Regions from separate parts of the Mus musculus genome. Here regions 1, 3 and 4 are each linked to region 2. Evidence: chromatin contacts called from public Hi-C and promoter capture Hi-C data. All regions are on one chromosome and are shown on one strand. Each heading gives the region's core, a stretch centred on a gene start, on an enhancer-like site or on the middle of the called end of the contact. The rest is flanking DNA. Distances are from core to core; before and after follow the strand shown. Region 1 holds the start of R3hdm1 (R3H domain containing 1). Region 2 holds the start of Slc35f5 (solute carrier family 35, member F5). Region 3 holds the start of Acmsd (amino carboxymuconate semialdehyde decarboxylase). Region 4 holds the start of Ccnt2 (cyclin T2).

Evidence for each region. Promoter capture Hi-C pulls out the DNA fragments that hold promoters and counts their contacts. Hi-C and Micro-C count contacts between places; a contact is called where the count stands out from the background.
Region 1: a contact with region 2 is called in a Hi-C map of uterus, with 5 times the contacts expected there. The contact joins the promoter of R3hdm1 here to the promoter of Slc35f5 in region 2. A contact is called at or near these places in 3 of 39 promoter capture datasets (cranial neural crest, liver and pre-B cells), 1 of 484 Hi-C or Micro-C datasets (uterus) and 2 of 115 datasets of contacts at active chromatin or transcription factors (astrocytes and cardiomyocytes).
Region 3: a promoter capture Hi-C map of liver shows a contact between it and region 2, with 4 times the contacts expected there. The contact joins the promoter of Acmsd here to the promoter of Slc35f5 in region 2. A contact is called at or near these places in 2 of 39 promoter capture datasets (hippocampal neurons and liver) and 1 of 115 datasets of contacts at active chromatin or transcription factors (astrocytes).
Region 4: a Hi-C map of muscle stem cells shows a contact between it and region 2, with 6 times the contacts expected there. The contact joins the promoter of Ccnt2 here to the promoter of Slc35f5 in region 2. A contact is called at or near these places in 4 of 39 promoter capture datasets (cranial neural crest, liver and pre-B cells), 6 of 484 Hi-C or Micro-C datasets (the G1E-ER4 cell line, LSK cells, cardiomyocytes and 3 more), 2 of 115 datasets of contacts at active chromatin or transcription factors (astrocytes and neural progenitor cells) and 2 of 9 other capture datasets (adipose tissue and liver).

Annotation. Positions count from the first base shown.
Region 1 is chr1:128,100,746-128,104,966 of GRCm38.p6, forward strand. R3hdm1 (R3H domain containing 1) reads left to right here and starts at 2,561. Exons shown (of 27, transcript NM_181750.2): 1 at 2,561-2,738. It overlaps Zranb3 (zinc finger, RAN-binding domain containing 3), which reads right to left and starts at 1,726. Exons shown (of 21, transcript NM_027678.3): 1 at 1,508-1,726. It also overlaps the pseudogene Gm29383.
Region 2 is chr1:125,558,438-125,562,666 of GRCm38.p6, forward strand. It overlaps Slc35f5 (solute carrier family 35, member F5), which reads left to right and starts at 2,565. Exons shown (of 16, transcript NM_028787.5): 1 at 2,565-2,847; 2 at 3,838-3,928; 3 at 4,063-4,204. The coding sequence starts at 2,808.
Region 3 is chr1:127,726,922-127,730,807 of GRCm38.p6, forward strand. It overlaps Acmsd (amino carboxymuconate semialdehyde decarboxylase), which reads left to right and starts at 2,492. Exons shown (of 10, transcript NM_001033041.2): 1 at 2,492-2,621. The coding sequence starts at 2,565. It overlaps Gm35993 (predicted gene, 35993), which reads right to left. Exons shown (of 4, transcript NR_168316.1): 3 at 3,534-3,669; 4 at 2,373-2,556.
Region 4 is chr1:127,772,067-127,775,722 of GRCm38.p6, forward strand. Ccnt2 (cyclin T2) reads left to right here and starts at 2,098. Exons shown (of 9, transcript NM_028399.1): 1 at 2,098-2,319; 2 at 3,035-3,116. The coding sequence starts at 2,162. 2900009J06Rik (RIKEN cDNA 2900009J06 gene) reads right to left here and starts at 1,988. Exons shown (of 2, transcript NR_045298.1): 1 at 1,862-1,988.

The sequences.
Region 1 (4,221 bases), core at 1,311-3,810, 2.5 Mb after region 2:
GTAAAAAAACCTAACAGGTCATTCTGCAGAGGGCCAAGAATAATGGGCCAGTGGTTCACTTGCTGCTTTTGCGGAGGACTCAGGTTAGATTTGTAGCACCTAGAAGGTGGCTCACAACCATTTGGAACTTCTGTTTCAGGAGATCCAATGACTTCTTATAGGCATGTACATGGTGCACATACATGCACGCACTCAGACACATAAAATAAATAAACCTTTAAGAAAAAAACAAAACAGAACAAAAAGTAACACCTTTTTGCTAGGCATGGTGGTGACAGCCTTTAATCCCAGCATCCCGGTGGCAGGGGAAGGCTGAACTTTTTGAGATTCCTAAACATTTGAGAAGCAATGGTTTAGAGTTGAAAGTGAGGCTGGAACACAGTGACAAAGCACATTATCCAGCAAATGCAAGGCTCTCGGTTTGTCTCCAGCACTCAAAAAAATAAAAGACATACTAAACACCCTTAGCCCTTTTGGGGCTCAGATTAAATATTCAGTAATATGATTGTCATTATTACTACATATTGACTTCTACTCTGGAAGGACTTATGAAAAAAATCCCAACTAAGCATTTATGGACAATGCTAAGTTATCACTTGAAACTCTAACTCCTAGATGGGGATGATGCCTTCTGTTTAATATTCATATAGCACACACACACACTTGCACACACACACGTGAAAGTATTATATTGAAAAGCAAAAACATTTATTTTCTTTAAAAAAGTAAGAGTGTTTTGTCTGCTTGGAAGTTGCAGATATATTTCTGTCTCTGGGATTGCACTAGTTAGGACTCTCATCCACATAGTATATAAAACACCTCTTAACAGTTCTGGACACAGACTTAATACTTCAATAAAAATAATGAAAATAGAAAGGAATGGTTTTTAAATCTAAAAGTAGAAAGCAAAGAGGAAACCAAATCAACACACAAAACATAACTATGAAGATGCTAAATTTGGAGATATTAAAAAGACCAAGTAACATAAATTTTGCTTAATCTTTCTAACTCGTTTTAAACAAAACTTACCTTTCTGTGCACTCTTCAATCCTTTAAGCCTAGTATATTTACCACTAGTGTAAGTGCTCAATAAATATTTATGAGAAAAGTAGTAAGACAAAGTCTCCATAAAAATGATGGAGGAGACTTTTTTTTTTTTAAGATCCTGTTCAAAGGCAACTTCTGACTTCTGGGGACTATTTGTATAAATGGGAGGAATTAGTTCAGAATTTCCAATACCTTCCAGGACATGAACCTATGCTGCTTCACAGACAGTAGCTAAAGGCAAATTAAAGCATCCTCTACAAACTCAAGAGTGAACAGATCTGATAAACACTGGCTCTGCAAGACTAAGTAGCAAAGTAGAAAATTACATTACAGGCTCGAGAATTACACCCATGCCATTTCATATTTCTGGATGGGTTTTTTTAGGGGGAGGGGGCAGTGCGGGGGGGGGGGTTATTTTAGACAAGGTGAATTCTGTAGTCCCAGCTGTTTTAAAACTCACTCTGTAGCCCAGGCTATGAACTCGCGGCGACCTTTCAGCTTCCAGCTGTTACAGGCATCAGCCACCACGCCCGACTGTTACCCACTATTTTCTTATAGCGCAATTAAAGTGCAGTCAATTTCCCATCTCTTGCCCTATACAGTCCGCCAAAATGCAGCACTAGCTTCATAATCTTCAACTCCCGCCAAACTTTTTGCAAGCGTCTTCAACTAAGCGGAAGTGACGTTAAACGGATGACCTAGACTTGGAAGAGTTCAAATACCAGCACTCTAAAACATTGTAATGTGTTGAGAAAATTCCCAACCCTGTTATATTCTCCTTCCTTTAGCGATGCGAAAAGACCTGACTAGAACCTTGCGACTTCATTCTCAACTCCAAATTATTCAAAAATTTCCTCTTACTCATCTAGACAAGGAGGTTACACCGTAACCTCTCAAGAACTACAATTCCCATGAAACACTACCGGAAGCAAAATGAGGAAAACAGGGTCTCAAAGCATCTTGGGAACTGTAGTCGCAGGAGCCAAAGTGCTCAGAAGCCCTGCCTCCACCACTAAGACTGGAGGAACCAGGTGTTCAGCCTGGAACCCGTTACCGCTAAGGGGCGGAGCCACATCCTTAAAGCCTTCCTCTCATCTTCCCACATGAACGACAAAATTGTCCTTTCATCCTTAAAAAGCTCTATAATCATTCCCTGAAGAAAGAGAGTTGTCTACCACATCTCCAGTGATTAAAATCGCCCGGAACTCGCCCACCTCAGGATTCTACTCGTGGGAAAGGTGGCTCTTTCACAAGTGGGCAAAATGGCTGTCCTCCTAGCTTTATCATTGGTTGACTCTTACGTCGTTCAGGGACGACAACTTGCCCGGGATTGGTTCTTTTTCTTTTGTGGGTGGAGATAGACTTAGTCCCGTTCTCCCGCTGTCCCGCAGTGATAATGGGGGTGGAGCGAAAGTGGTTTTCAAACGCTGATTGGATAATTTGTATGTCACTTAATGTTGACCTAGCGTATGAGGTAGGCTGCTTTCCGTCAACGCGACGGAGAGGCGGGGCCAGTGCGTGGTGGGAAGGGGCGGGATTCTGCCGCCGCGGCTGCCGCTGGAGCCGGTGTCCGGGCTGGTGATGGGGTTAATTCCCTTCCGTGAGACTCTACCTTGCAACCAGCCGGCCCCGCCGTCGCCCCGCTGTGCCGCGCTCCCGCCACCTCCTCCTGCTCCTTCTCAGTAACGCGGGTAAGAGATGCTGTCCCCTCCCCCGCGGCGCCCCGGGAATAACGCGCTCGCTCCCCTCCCCCGCCCGCCAACCGGTAGCGCTAACGGAGCGGGAGAGTGAGGCAGCCGGGGAGCTAAGCGCTGAGGAGACGGCGTCCCTCCCCTCTCCTCCGGCCCGCCAGGGGCCGTCGGGTTCTGAGGCGAGCCCTCTAGTCGCCTCCACCGCGCGGTGCCCGCCGCTTCGCTGGGGGCCATGTGCAGCGCCAACCCCTTGAGGCCTAGCGGGGGAGCTGGGGACAGGTTCCCGAGCGTCCCTGCTGCAGCTGCTGCTCTTGCGAGCCCTGGAGATCCGGGGAGGACGGAGGGGAAAAGCAACATAGTCAGGCCAGGCTGGAGCAGGGACCGTTCGCGGAACTGTTCTCCGGGGCCTGGACCAGATGCCCGGGGCTGATACCCCCGCTCCGGGGAATTGTCACACACACCAAAAGGGAAACAGCACGTCGTGCCCGTACTGCCCGTACTGCTAGAAAAAACACAGTGGGGAAATTAGCAAGAAAGTTGAATGACTGTCAGAGCCTTGGTCGTTGATGGACGAACCTACGGGGGACGTTATGATGTAAATCCCCCTCCCCCCTTTCCATCCCTGTATATTAGAAGTTTTTTTTTTTTTCTTCTTGTGGTTATGTACCAGAGATTGTCACTGTTGTCTGAAGTTGCTTTTAAGGAGAAACAAAATTGGGTTTGGCTGTTGTGACTTCTGTGAATTGGGTCCTGAGAGAGCAAGTCCCCTAAACTAGTTAGAGGTGAAGAGGTATCTTCCAAAGCAGTGCTGCTTACTAAATAATAAGGTGCATTTCTGAAGAGGTAAAAATAGAATTTCTAGCATGAATGAATACACACAAACACACATATCCCACTCCTAAGGTTATAGTTTGGCTGGGTCACGTTAAAGAATCTCATACCATACTCCCCTTTATTTTAGATTTTTTCCCTGGACAGGGTCTCTCTGTGTAGCCCTGGCTGTCCTGGTACTCACAATGTAGACCAGGCTGGCCTTGAGCTCACAGAATCCACCTGTCTCTGCCTCCCAAGAGCTGGGATCAAAGGTGTGGCCCCCCATCGCCCAGCTAAAGAAACCTCTTAAATTTAAATGTCATTGATTCCAAGAGCATCGAGTCATAAAAAGATGAAATCAACCTCGAAGCCCCTTCCTTATAATACTTGAATCAGTAGAGTTCATGTAGCTACCCATTTAACTGAAGAAATATCATTCTCTTCAGATTTTATGTCTTTATATTTTAGGGGATTGTCTTATAATTGTATCAGATTTTGATAGTGTGCCCATCTTTTCAAATTCCACTCTGCTTTTTCAGCCTAGGAGAATATGACTTTAGTGGACCCTGTAATCTATAATAGGCATGGCTACAGACCACCCCATTTCTAAGATTTATTTGTTTTAGAGAGAACACTGGTTCTGAATAAACAACCTATGCTTTGACTAATA
Region 2 (4,229 bases), core at 1,315-3,814:
ATGGAGAATCTAAGGCACACTGTAAATAATCCTCAATATTCTATAATAAGTTTTCAGAACTAAAACCCATGTGCTGGGTGTGTGGTAGCACATACCTTTGATCCCAGCATTCAGGATGGAGAGGCAGGCAGATCTATGTGATTTCAAGGCCAGCTTGGTCCTCATAGTAGTTTCCAGGCTGGCTCTCTCTCTCTCTCTCCCTCCTTCCCTCTCTCCCTCTCTCTCATCTCACTATATAGCTTTACCTGTCTTGTAACTCACTATGTAGACTAGGTAGACCTTGAAATTAAAGCACTGGGATTAAAGGCATATGCCATCATGTATGGCCTTGACTCTTGATCTTGACTGATTCACTATATCAGATGTTAAAAGACGGAAAAGCTTGTGCTGGAATAATATGGTGTATGGGTATAACCAAATACCTACTATGTAGTACAGTAACTTCAAGTACTTGCTACACTGTGGCTATGTACTCTGAATGATAAGTTTTTTCCCTTTCCTTTTAAAGACGGCGCACTTTCTTGGGAGTTGATGGAGCCAGCCAATACTTAGAAAGAGGATGGATCAGATTTTAAACAGGTAAAAACAGATAGAATGTTAGAGTTTTACTGCTGTGAACAGACACCGTGACCAAGGCAACAATATAAAGACAACATTTAATTGGGGCTGGCTTACAGGTTCAGAGGTTCAGTCCATTATCATCAAGGCAGGAGCATGACAGCATCCAGGCAGGCATGGTGCAGGAGGAGCTGAGAATTCTACCTCTTCATCTGAAGACTGCTAAGAGAATACTGACTTCCAGGAAGCTAGGGAGAGTGTTTTAAAGCCCACCCCCACAGTGACACACCTACTCCAAGGCCACATCTCCAAATAGTGCCACTCCCTGGGCCAAACTTATTCAAACCACTACAGTATGCTTAATCATTTGTTCTTAACTGAATGACCAAGCAAGTTGTGTTTGTTTGTGTGCAGGAGTGTACAGACAGAGGCCAGAGACCATTAGGTATCCTGCTCTGTCACTCTCCTTACTCCTTACTGAACCGGAAGTGTCTGGCAAGTAGCAAGACAGATCCTTCCATCTCTGCCTCTCATCGTGCTGGGGTTGCAAATGTGCACATGACCAAGCCCAGCTTTTTACATGGGCGCTAGGGATCTAAACTCAGGACCTCATGCTTGCACAGCAAGGACTTTTGTCCACTAAGTTATCTCTCCTGTTCCAGCAGTGGGTTTCTCAGTGACTAGAAGTGTTTGATGCCAGGAGTTTTTTAGAATCCGACCAGATCACAAAATGTCCATCTTAATTTTAGTCATAAGACTTTGTAGACAAAGTTAAAAGAGAAGGATGAAACACAGTGACTACATGAGAAAAAAATATTTCCTTGCCTCATTTGATAAAAATGCTAACAATGCAATTGTGGCTACAGAAGCCTTAAGTCTCGTGTTAATCTAAATATAAATCAGGATCCTGGCCAATTTTTCAATTTTATGGGAGCTTCAATACCCATAAAACAAAAACCCATGGTTAGCATCTGTGGAGGTCTTATGTGTCACAGGCTGAACTGATTTGTTTGAGAATGTATGTATACTGGGTGTAAACATACAGCCGAGGCACTCACATGGTTTTATGGCTTTGTTTTTGTTTTTTTCTTCCCATAAAAAAAGTGAGGGCCAGGGAGATGAATAACCTGGTCTACAACTTCTAACTGCAAGAATGAAGCTCTAGTTTACGGACAAAAACGATCTAGGAATCCAACGGGGCGCCAAGCTACACTGCCTGATTTTAGAAAGGGCTACTGGAAAATGCTTGCTTAAACACTGGAAGAAATGGTGCAGTCAGCTTTCGCTTCAGGGCGGGGCAGTGGGGAAGTCTGGCAGCCTTGCCAGGGCTGGGTTCTCCCTCTTCTAGACATCCCCGCCCTCTCCGCTCTGTTCTCTTCCCTTCTCTGTTCCTTCGCGCCACTGTCACGACTCCAAGCCACAAGCCTGTTCAAGGCTGGCGTCCACACTACGGCAACAAGAACCAGGAAACGTGCCCTCCCCCGGTCCGAAGTCGCGTCCGGCGTGACGTAACCTGCGCGCCCGCAGTCTTTGGGCTAGGGGGCGGGGCCGCTGAAGCTGACTGGACAGGGGCGGGGACTGCCGGGCTGTCTGGGGGGCGGGGCTCTGGGCAGACCACCCAGGCCTAGGGTATGGATTGTCAACTGGGGGAGGAGGCAGAATGGACGCCGGGTGGACGAACTGAGAGCTGAGCTTGACCGGTTGACTCACTGAGTGATGGGGAGGATGTCACCTAGTTGGTGGACAAGCTGGGGGCCTAGAGTCTCCAGGATGGGGTCCAGGGTACCCGGAGCGGTTCCTGTCTACCGGGATGCGCTGCCAGGTTCGCTACCCAGGGGCGGAGCTTGACTGGGATCTCGCCTAGCTAATTGCTCAAAGGGCAGCTCTAGGTGGTCAATAGGTCGGGGGTGGAGTCTGACTGGCTGACGGGCAGGAGGCGGGGCCTGCCGGTTGGCCAGCCGTGGGATGGGCTTGTTTGGCCAGCAGTGGGCGTGGCCTGGCTGGCTGACCGGCCGGGGGCGGGGCCTGGGCCGCGGCCGCAATCCGGGCCTCCAGGACTCTCGCTGCCAGCGCCGTCCGGTGGCCTGGGTCACTCCCCTCCGTCGGGGCCGAGTGCTGTGACAGCCGCGGCCTTGAGCCGAGGGGCAGCGCAGCTTCTTAAGTTGGGCTTGCTGTGGGGCACGATGCTGGGGTCTGTGCGTGCGGTGTGAGGCGGCGGCTCTGGGCGGCGGGCCGAGCCGGGGCCGCTCATGGTGCCGCCACGACTCCATCGAGGGGCAGGAAGGCCAGGTAGGCGGTGGGCCGGCGTCCGCGGCCAGGGAGGACGGGTCAGAGTTCTCACGCCCCTCACGAGGCAAGAGGCTGGGTTTTCCTCATGTCTTTCCCTCGCCAAGGGGCGGCTTCCCTGTGCCAGCTGTTTTCTGTCGTGACTGGGCGGGTGGGGAGCGAGGATGATCCTGGTTCTCACGTGAGGGGAGTGGACCCTCGCACATCACTTCCTGTCAGCGAGCTGAATCCCCTGGAGATGGGGGGGTAAGGACACGCGTGTCTAGACTGCCAGGGGCGGATGTCCTGAAGGGAGAATCTAGAGAGTTCTGTTTATGAGACTTCGAGGATCCGTTTACAGCACTCTTCAATGTGCCATATGTGGAATCTTCTTCTCTCTCTCTCGTTTTTTTTACCCGCCTGGTACCCAGGACCTCTTTGAGTATAACCTTTTATTTTTGGGGGGCTGGGAGGTGTCAGGTCGGGGACAGGTCTTAGGTATCCGAGACTGGTCTCAAAAATCACTTTGTAGCCAAGGGTAACCTTGAACTTCTGTCTTCTGCCTTACAGGCATGCACCAGCACACCAGGCTTATGGCCTGGTTCCGCACTCTACTAGCTGAGCGACACCGCTAGCATGGGATTTCTTGTTTGTATTTGTTTTGCTGTTGTTATTATTTTGTGACACAGTCTCATATGGCCCATGCTGGCCTTGAACTCAGTATGTATTCTGACTGACTTTGATCTTCTGATTCTCTGGTTTCCCCTCCCCCCACACCCCACACTTTCCAAGTGCTAGGATTATAGACACGTGCCACTGTGCCCAGTTTGGGAAGTGTTTGGGATGCAACCCAAGAACTCATGCATGCTAGGCAAGCATTGCACTACTAAGCTACATGTCCCCAGGGTGGCTTCTGTTGCATACATTTTGATAGTCCTTGAAGGTGAAGAGTGGAAAAGATGTGATTTTACACTTGAACTTTCCCTAAGCGTTATTTCTGTGGTGCTGTTTTAGGTGGGCTGAGTTCTTTACCTCCATTTGGACTGGGCTCTGCCCGCTTTGCAGGCATTGCATTTGAGGATCTCAGAGAAGCCCTTGCAACAAGGTAAATTCTCATGTTATCAGTAAAAAGCAGAGACTACTAGCAAATGTCTCTTGTTTCCTTGGGCTGGATTTCTAATTTTTATGTGGTTCTTCTCAAAGAGGCTCTAATGAGATCTCTGTTTTCTAAACTAACAGACTGCAAATGGTTTATGTGTTTATCATGAACCGTGTGAATTCCCAGAGCAGTGGTTTCAGTCAGCGCAGGCGAATGGCCCTGGGGATAGTGATTCTCCTGCTGGTTGATGTGATATGGGTGGCATCCTCAGAACTCACCTCGGTATGTATTTCTCCACCAATGATGT
Region 3 (3,886 bases), core at 1,242-3,741, 2.2 Mb after region 2:
TGACCTGTTATTACAGGAGTGCATCATCACCTCGTTCAACCTTATAGCCTCAGCACAGAGTAGCTCTCCATACATGTTTGTTAAATGCGTGCATAAGTGAGTGAGTGAATGGATAGATGAATGAATGAATGAATGAGTGAATGAATGAAATGAAAAGTCAATATGGACAAAACATAACCTGAATGGTGAATGACTTCTACAAGATGAAACTTCTTCCAACATTTTCAACAGAGTTCTTAGTAAGTGCTTGCTAAATAAGCATGTAAGAATAAATGAAAAGATATGTGGTTGGTGAATAAAAAAACCAAAGGTGAAGAACAAAATGTAGCCCGAACAGAGAAAAGACAGCACAAATGAAGATGAAACTTCCCTGGTCTGGAGAAATGGCTTGGCGATTAGGAACACTAGCTGCTCTTCCAGAGGACCCGGGTTCAATTCCCAGTATGCACACTGTAGCTCACAAGCATCTGTAACTCTAGTTCCAGGGGATTCAATGCCCCATAACCATCCATAACTCAAGTTTCAATGCCCCTTTCTTATCTCTGGGGACACCAGACAAGCATGTAGTGCATAGACATACATGTAGGCAGAACACTTATGCATTTAAAATAATTTAGAAAGACAAGAAAAGAGAAACTTCCCCTACCATGTATGTTTTCAACATGTTAAATTTTCATGAGCAAGCTAATTTTTAAATATGATTTATCCCAGCATGGTGATGCATGCCTTTAATCCCAGCACTTGAGAGGCAAAGGCAAGTGGATCTCTGTGAGTTCAAGGTCAACCTAGTCTACAAAGTGAGTTCCAGAACAGCCAGAGCTTTTACACAGAAAAAGCTTGTCTCAAATAAATAAATAAATAAATAAATAAATAAATAAATAAATAAATGACCTGGAAATAGTTAACTGGATCAGAAAACAAACCCAAAAGGCAGTAAAGTGAGTTACTTTTGGGGTAATAAGACCAAATATAAGAAGATATGAATTGGAGATAAATCATTTTTCTTTAAAACTCCCCTGAATTATTTTATGTCTAAATACACACTAGTTGTTTTTTAATAGAATGCATCTTAATAGATTTTAAATATCAAAACACAAAATTAGTCAATATTTTTCCCTGAAGGCAGGGTCCCATGTACAGGCCAGCCTTGAACTTGCTATGAACCCAAAAGTGACCTTGAACTTCTGATCTGCCTGCCATTGTTTCCAAGGCACCATAATTATTAGTGTGCACTGCCACACCCACTCCAGTGGAGACTGTGTGGCATGCCCAAAAGCTTGGACGCAGTCCTGAGACATGTAGAGAAACCCTGTCTCGAAAAACCAAAAAAAAAAAAAAAGTTTTTTCACGGAAACTTAGTCTCCTGGAGCCTTGGCATCCCCATAGCACGAATGCTCCAAATTTGTCCCTGCGATAGTGTGGAGGGTCTTGCATGCTTTCTTACAGTATTTTACTAGATAGGAGCTGGAAATCTCAAGGCAAGCTTAGCAAAGTAAACTTAGAATCCTCATTACAGTCAGGTATGGCAGACTACATTACATATTAGAAGAAAGTTGGTGAGTTCTTCTGACAAATAGAGATTCCCTACAGACTCTTTAAAAAGAAGCCAAGTTACTACCATATACAAGAATTTACAGTGGCCTAGGGAGAAGGAGGGTTGTGGTTTAAGGAGGAACTACAGTATTTCATTATTATTGAAAAGGTCATCAAGAGCAGAACCCCCCAGGTGCAAACTTTCACAAGGCTCAGAAGAATAGCATAAATTGTGACTAGGGTGTAAAATCCTCAACTAGCTCCTGTCAATAGCTGACTTTAGATAGGGCTGATCTTATCTCAATTATAAACACTGCCTGGTTCCTGCCAGTCTTTATGTATGCATTTCTCTGTTTTGTGTCAGATAACTTCAATGTGCCTTGGCTGATGTGTCACCTAACGCCTTTGTTTCCTTCTATAATATAAGTCTAATGCTCACTTTGAGAAATTACATTCAGATACAGCACTATCTCTGGTGTTTGTGTCTGTTTGTCACCCCGCTGACTCCTTGTCCACCTGAATACCAAAATCCTGATTCCCCGGGGGCTGAGGGACCGACTGAGTCCAGTCTGGGGCAGTGCACCATGTCTGGTTAACGTGGTGCTGTGAATGGAGCTCAGGACTTCATTCACGTTAGTCAAGCCTTCTGCCGACTGAGCTACCTCCCCATCTCCAAATTAGTCAAGTTCTGAGCAACTATTGAATCAAGGCAGCATGCTGTACTTTTGACCTCTGGAGTTGAGTACATTCTTGTTTTCTGGTTGAAGTTTTTTTTTTTTTTCTTTTAAAAAATATTGTGCTGAGTCCTAGTTACCAAAGAATGCTGGCCCAAAGCCAAGTGGGCAAACAGAATCTTGAACTTTAATAGGGCAGTTGACATGAACCAACTGGGCTGGCCAGGCCTCCTGACGGGTACCTGAAGGTAGACATAAAGGGGCAGAAGAGTCAATGAACTCTGATTTTCACGCTGATCTCTCCATATCAGAATTTCCCTTTTTGTATGTACACGTGTCTCCTCTGGTCCTGTGGAGATGAAAATTGACATCCACACTCATATTCTACCAAAGGAATGGCCCGATCTAGAAAAGGTAATGGTAACTAATGTGCTGGATTCTTTCTGGACCACACCTCTGTTCATAGATTTCTCTCTTCATTGGAGATGGAATGGTATGGAATCCTTCTTCATTCTTGGGGGGGTGGGGATGATTCTTAAATTACTTGGTAGCTCTAATTTCCTACTATTTAAAGATGACTTTTATGTTCATCTCAACAGAACAATGGGTCAAAGAAATAAGGGCCTTCTCGGAGGTCTTCTTCTCCCCTCAAATTACACAGCCTTTCAAATTCCTGGATGATTTAAGTCAAGCAGCTTTGCTGACTTTTAAATAGTGTGCTCAGCTGCTGGAAGGACACCTGCCAACTACAGGATCGAAAGTCATGGTTGCAACTGAAAGACCATTAAAAAAATAAAACGTGGTCTTTTTCCAGAAGGTTTAAAATAGGTTCTAGAAGCGCCAGGAGATAGCTTTGTGAAATGTCTTTTCAGTCTATTTCAGGACTCTGTCTGAAACCTTTCCTGTCTGATCTTTAAGCTGTGAACCCTTGTTAGGGAAACCTGGGAAGCAGGTATCATAGAAATCCCTAGATTTCTAAGTGACATGAAATATTTGTACAATGGATGTCTATAAGAGTGCTCTCTGTAAAAAGAAACGAGGTGGGTTGGACCTGTGGGCATAGCTCATGATAATGTTTGCCTGTTATGCGGGAAGCCCTGGATTCCATCTGAAGCACTGAGAGGTGGGGAAAGTATTTTCTGTGTTTTACAAAGGATGGAAACTTCCCTTAAAGACTTATTGCTCTCTCTCTCTCTCTCTCTCTCTCTCTCTGTGTGTGTGTGTGTGTGTGTGTGTGTGTGTGTGTGTGTGTGTGTGTGTGTGTGTGTGTAGAGGGAAAGAGAAAAAGAGAAAGATTTGTAAACCAAGAGCATACTGTGTACTCACAGAGACCAGAGACATTGGGTGCCCTTGAACTGCAGTTTCAGGATGCTGGGAGCTCAGGTCCTCTGGAAGAGCAGCACACACGCTATTCTCTCTTCAGTCCACCTCCTTAAAAACTTTGAAAGTTGGTGTCAGAAGGCTGAGGAAGACAATAACATAGTGCATTCCAGACTGGAAGGGAAGGGAAGGAAAGAGGCAGGGAGGGAGGAAGGGAGGGATGGAGAGAATGAGAAAGAGAAAGAGGGAGAGGTACTGAAAAAGGAAGGGGGAACATGGAGAAAACTTGTAACTATCTAGAAGTTAATTTAGGTCAATATCTGGTTTTGCCCAGACTGTCATATTCTGGACTACTTTCA
Region 4 (3,656 bases), core at 848-3,347, 2.2 Mb after region 2:
GTGGTAGGTGAGAAGAGTCCTCAAGTCAACTTCCAACCTGTACATATGTGCTTTGGCATGCCCGCAGCAACATGTGCCCTGCCGCAACATGCACAACTGAAGAAAACAGAAAGGACAGATCTGCTTACTGTGTGTTTCTTTTGTATTGTATTATATAAGACACTTCGTACAATATTGAAAGGAGTCAACAGAGAGGGCACAGACTTGCCTTGTCCTTAATCTTATATGGAAGCCACCTTAACATCAAGTGCCATGCTGGCTGTTGTCTTCTGTAGATGTTATAAAGTTGAAAAGCTCTCCTCCATTTCTACTTTTCTCTTTTTTATCATTAGGACTGAGTGTTGTAGAAAGGCACTTATAGAATGTTACTTTAAATCAATCTAGGAACATCTAGGTAACAAGATGAGAGATCTTGTTATATCTATAACAAGGTATTATTTAGGTGGCTGTTCACAATAACCACCTACAATAATCAAAACACTAGCATAGCACAATAGAGCAGGCAGTAGGCTGAGGCAGGAACCCCCAAATCCTGACAAATGAAAGCCTCAAGTTTTAATCACAAACACACTAGCCCTTTTATTTATTTTCATTTTAAGGAATTTTTAGATAGGGTCATTTTCTTTACAGCTGTTTATTGTGCATGAGTGTGCACACGCATGTGTGCCACTGAGCACGTGTGAAGGTTAGAGGACAATTTGTAGCATTTGGGTCTTTCCCTCTACCATATAGGTGGGGAGTGAACTCAAGTTGTCCGGCTTGGCAGCGTTGCCTTTAGCTGGTCGGCCATTTCAACAGCCCTCGTTGGCTTTTTAAAAGCCAGTTTTCGATAACTGACTGCAGTCTTCAGAAAATACTTAAAAACTAAAGTGTAATTTGGTCATATACAATAGGCATTAACTCAGAGGCAGATAACATGTAAACAAATGAGTGGTGCTTCCTTACAAAAAGATGGAAATAAATCATCAGTTATAAGAGACCTTACTTTATAAAATCCTAAACAATTTTTTTCTTAGCTTCTCTTGCACTCATTTGTTAGACTGTTGGCCTAGTATGCCTAAGGCCCTCTGCTCCAGCACTTCAACCAAGATGCGGCACACCAGCCTATAATCCCTGCACTTTGTTTCTGGACAACCTGAGTTACAGCGTTCTGCTTCTCCCCAACCATCCCCCAATCTCAACCCGCAGAAACCACACAGACCTTCAAAACCATACACCCCATCTGGATGGAAGGCCTAGAGAGTCATGACCTCCAATTATTAACTTCATATTGTTTGACAGGTAACTTAATAAGAAAGATATCTGCAGAGTGATGCCACTGGCCTTGTAATCCCAGCACTTCCGAGGGGGAAGCAAGAGGACAGTAAATCCAAGGTCATTCTTGGCTACAAGAGTGAACACAAAGCCAGTCTGGGACACATGGCACATCGTTTTAAAACAACCCATACCCCTTGAGTGGCTTTAGGTTTAAAGTAACGTTTTAAAGGCGCATGCTCCCCAACATCTACTAGCGATTTAAAAAACAAAACCAAAAAACCCAGAAGACACTGTTAGTTCACTGCTAGAATTAGCGTTCTTTCCTAGCTAACTCCTCCGGAGGGTAGCCATTCGTGGACACAGGAGTCAACAAAGCTAAGAAAATACACCCACCAACATGTAAGAAAATGGAAGCTACAGCACGAAGCCGAGACTAGAAAAGCCTTTTCTGACTTTAACGCACCCGCAAACTCACAGACCACAAAATAAACCGTTTAGTTGAAAGCTAACGTCCAAGCCCTATTAGGCAGCCTCAGGACCTCTTCCCTGTTCGCCCCGCCCCTTCCCCTTAGCCCCTCCCAGATCCAGCATGCACCGCGTCGACCTTTTCTTTCCGAGTGACCCCCACTTTACGGCGTCTCCCAATGACAAGAGGCGCAGAGCATTGTGGTCCCGCGGGTCCGAGAGAGAGAAAGGGGAGGGAGGCCGGAAAGAGAAAGCAAAAGACCAGCGCGAGCCGGCAGGGCGGGTCCCTGCGCGTGCGCGTGGGTAGCAGCAGGCCCGGAAAAGGCGTGGCCCACCCTACGGAGAGCACATTGGGGCGGGGCCTCGACACATTGGCGCGGAGTCCCGGAGGCAGGCGGGGAGGGGGCGGGCTCAGGGCGCGGGCGGAGGAGGAAGTGTCATGGCGTCGGGCCGTGGAGCTTCTTCTCGCTGGTTCTTTACTCGGGAACAGCTGGAGAACACGCCGAGCCGCCGCTGCGGAGTGGAAGCGGATGAAGAGCTGTCGCATCGCCAGCAGGCGGCCAACCTCATCCAGGACATGGGGCAACGTCTCAATGTGTATCCTTTTTCTAGTTGCGGCCCTGCGTCCCACACGCCCTGGTCGCGCTCGCCGGGTGACCGGGCCTAGTGTCCCGGGAACATGGCGCCGCTCCCTTTGCCGTCTTTTGATCTCGGGAAAGACACAGAGAAAGCTAGGGCCCGAGCTGCCGTGGCGAGCCGGAGAAAGAGGAGATGTGCCGGGGAAGGCGGGCCGGGAGCCCGCGTTGTATAACCTGTGTTTGGGAGCGCGTGATGCGGGAGGGAATAGCAGTGCTTCCCTGGCGAGAGAGGAGGAATCCGGGATGAGCAAAGCCAAGGGGCGGCCCCTTCCACTTTCGGAAGTCAGAAAAGGCCTTGAGACGTAGAGAGGTCGCAGATGTTCCACGGAAAGTGTTTTCCGAGGCTTCCGTGCCGGCTCCAGGGCGGCTCTGTTGCGCCGGGGGAACGCACGTAGATGTTTCATGTTCTTTGGGTGTGTGGCGCGCGCCTTTCGACTACTTTATTTCTACTGTACTAAGCTGTAACCTAATTGCAAATAATTCCTGGGCTCTCCCTACGTAGCGTATTAGAATAATTTGGCATCCAGACTGATTTCTCTTCTCCCCGCAGACTTTCTGCATACTTTCAGGTTGAGGATTGGATTTGAGTAAATGGAAAGGGGATTTTTCCATTCAAATTGATTTAGTTTTTGGAAACATTTTGCTTAGATTATTTTCTAAACGTTGCATCCCAGCTCTCAGCTTACAATAAACACTGCGATTGTTTATATGCACAGGTTTTATATGCACCATTCCTTCACCAAATTCAACAGAAATGTAAGTACTGTTTTATTGTTTTAGACGCCGAATGTTAAAATGAGTAGATAATGCGAAAACAAGTTAGTTGATCGTTGTTTTTACTTATAAATTGAGCGTTCTACGTTTACTATAAATGTGAGTTATGCAATAAACGTTTTGCCTCGTGCAGAGGAGTGTGTGTGAGAGAGAATTTTATTAATTAAGCTGTAAAGCACAGTGTTAGCCTTTTGTTGTTGGATTTGTTGGGGAGGGGGGTGTTGTTTTGTTTTGAGACAGGGTCTCACTTGTAAGTCTGGCTGTCCTGGACCTAAATATGTAGACCAGGCTGGCCTTGAACTCAAAAGAGATATCTACTACCTCTGACTCCCCAGTGCTTGGGATTAAGTAATGTGCCACCAAGCCTGGCGGAGAAACAAACAAAATGTTTCTTAACTCAAAAAGCGATAGTGTTTTGCTCATGTAAAATTTGCAGTTGGGGTGATTTATATTAGAATAATTTAAGTACTCAAAACAGAATAGTTTGTTTGGGCAAGTGTAGTCCTTGGGAAGGATACATTT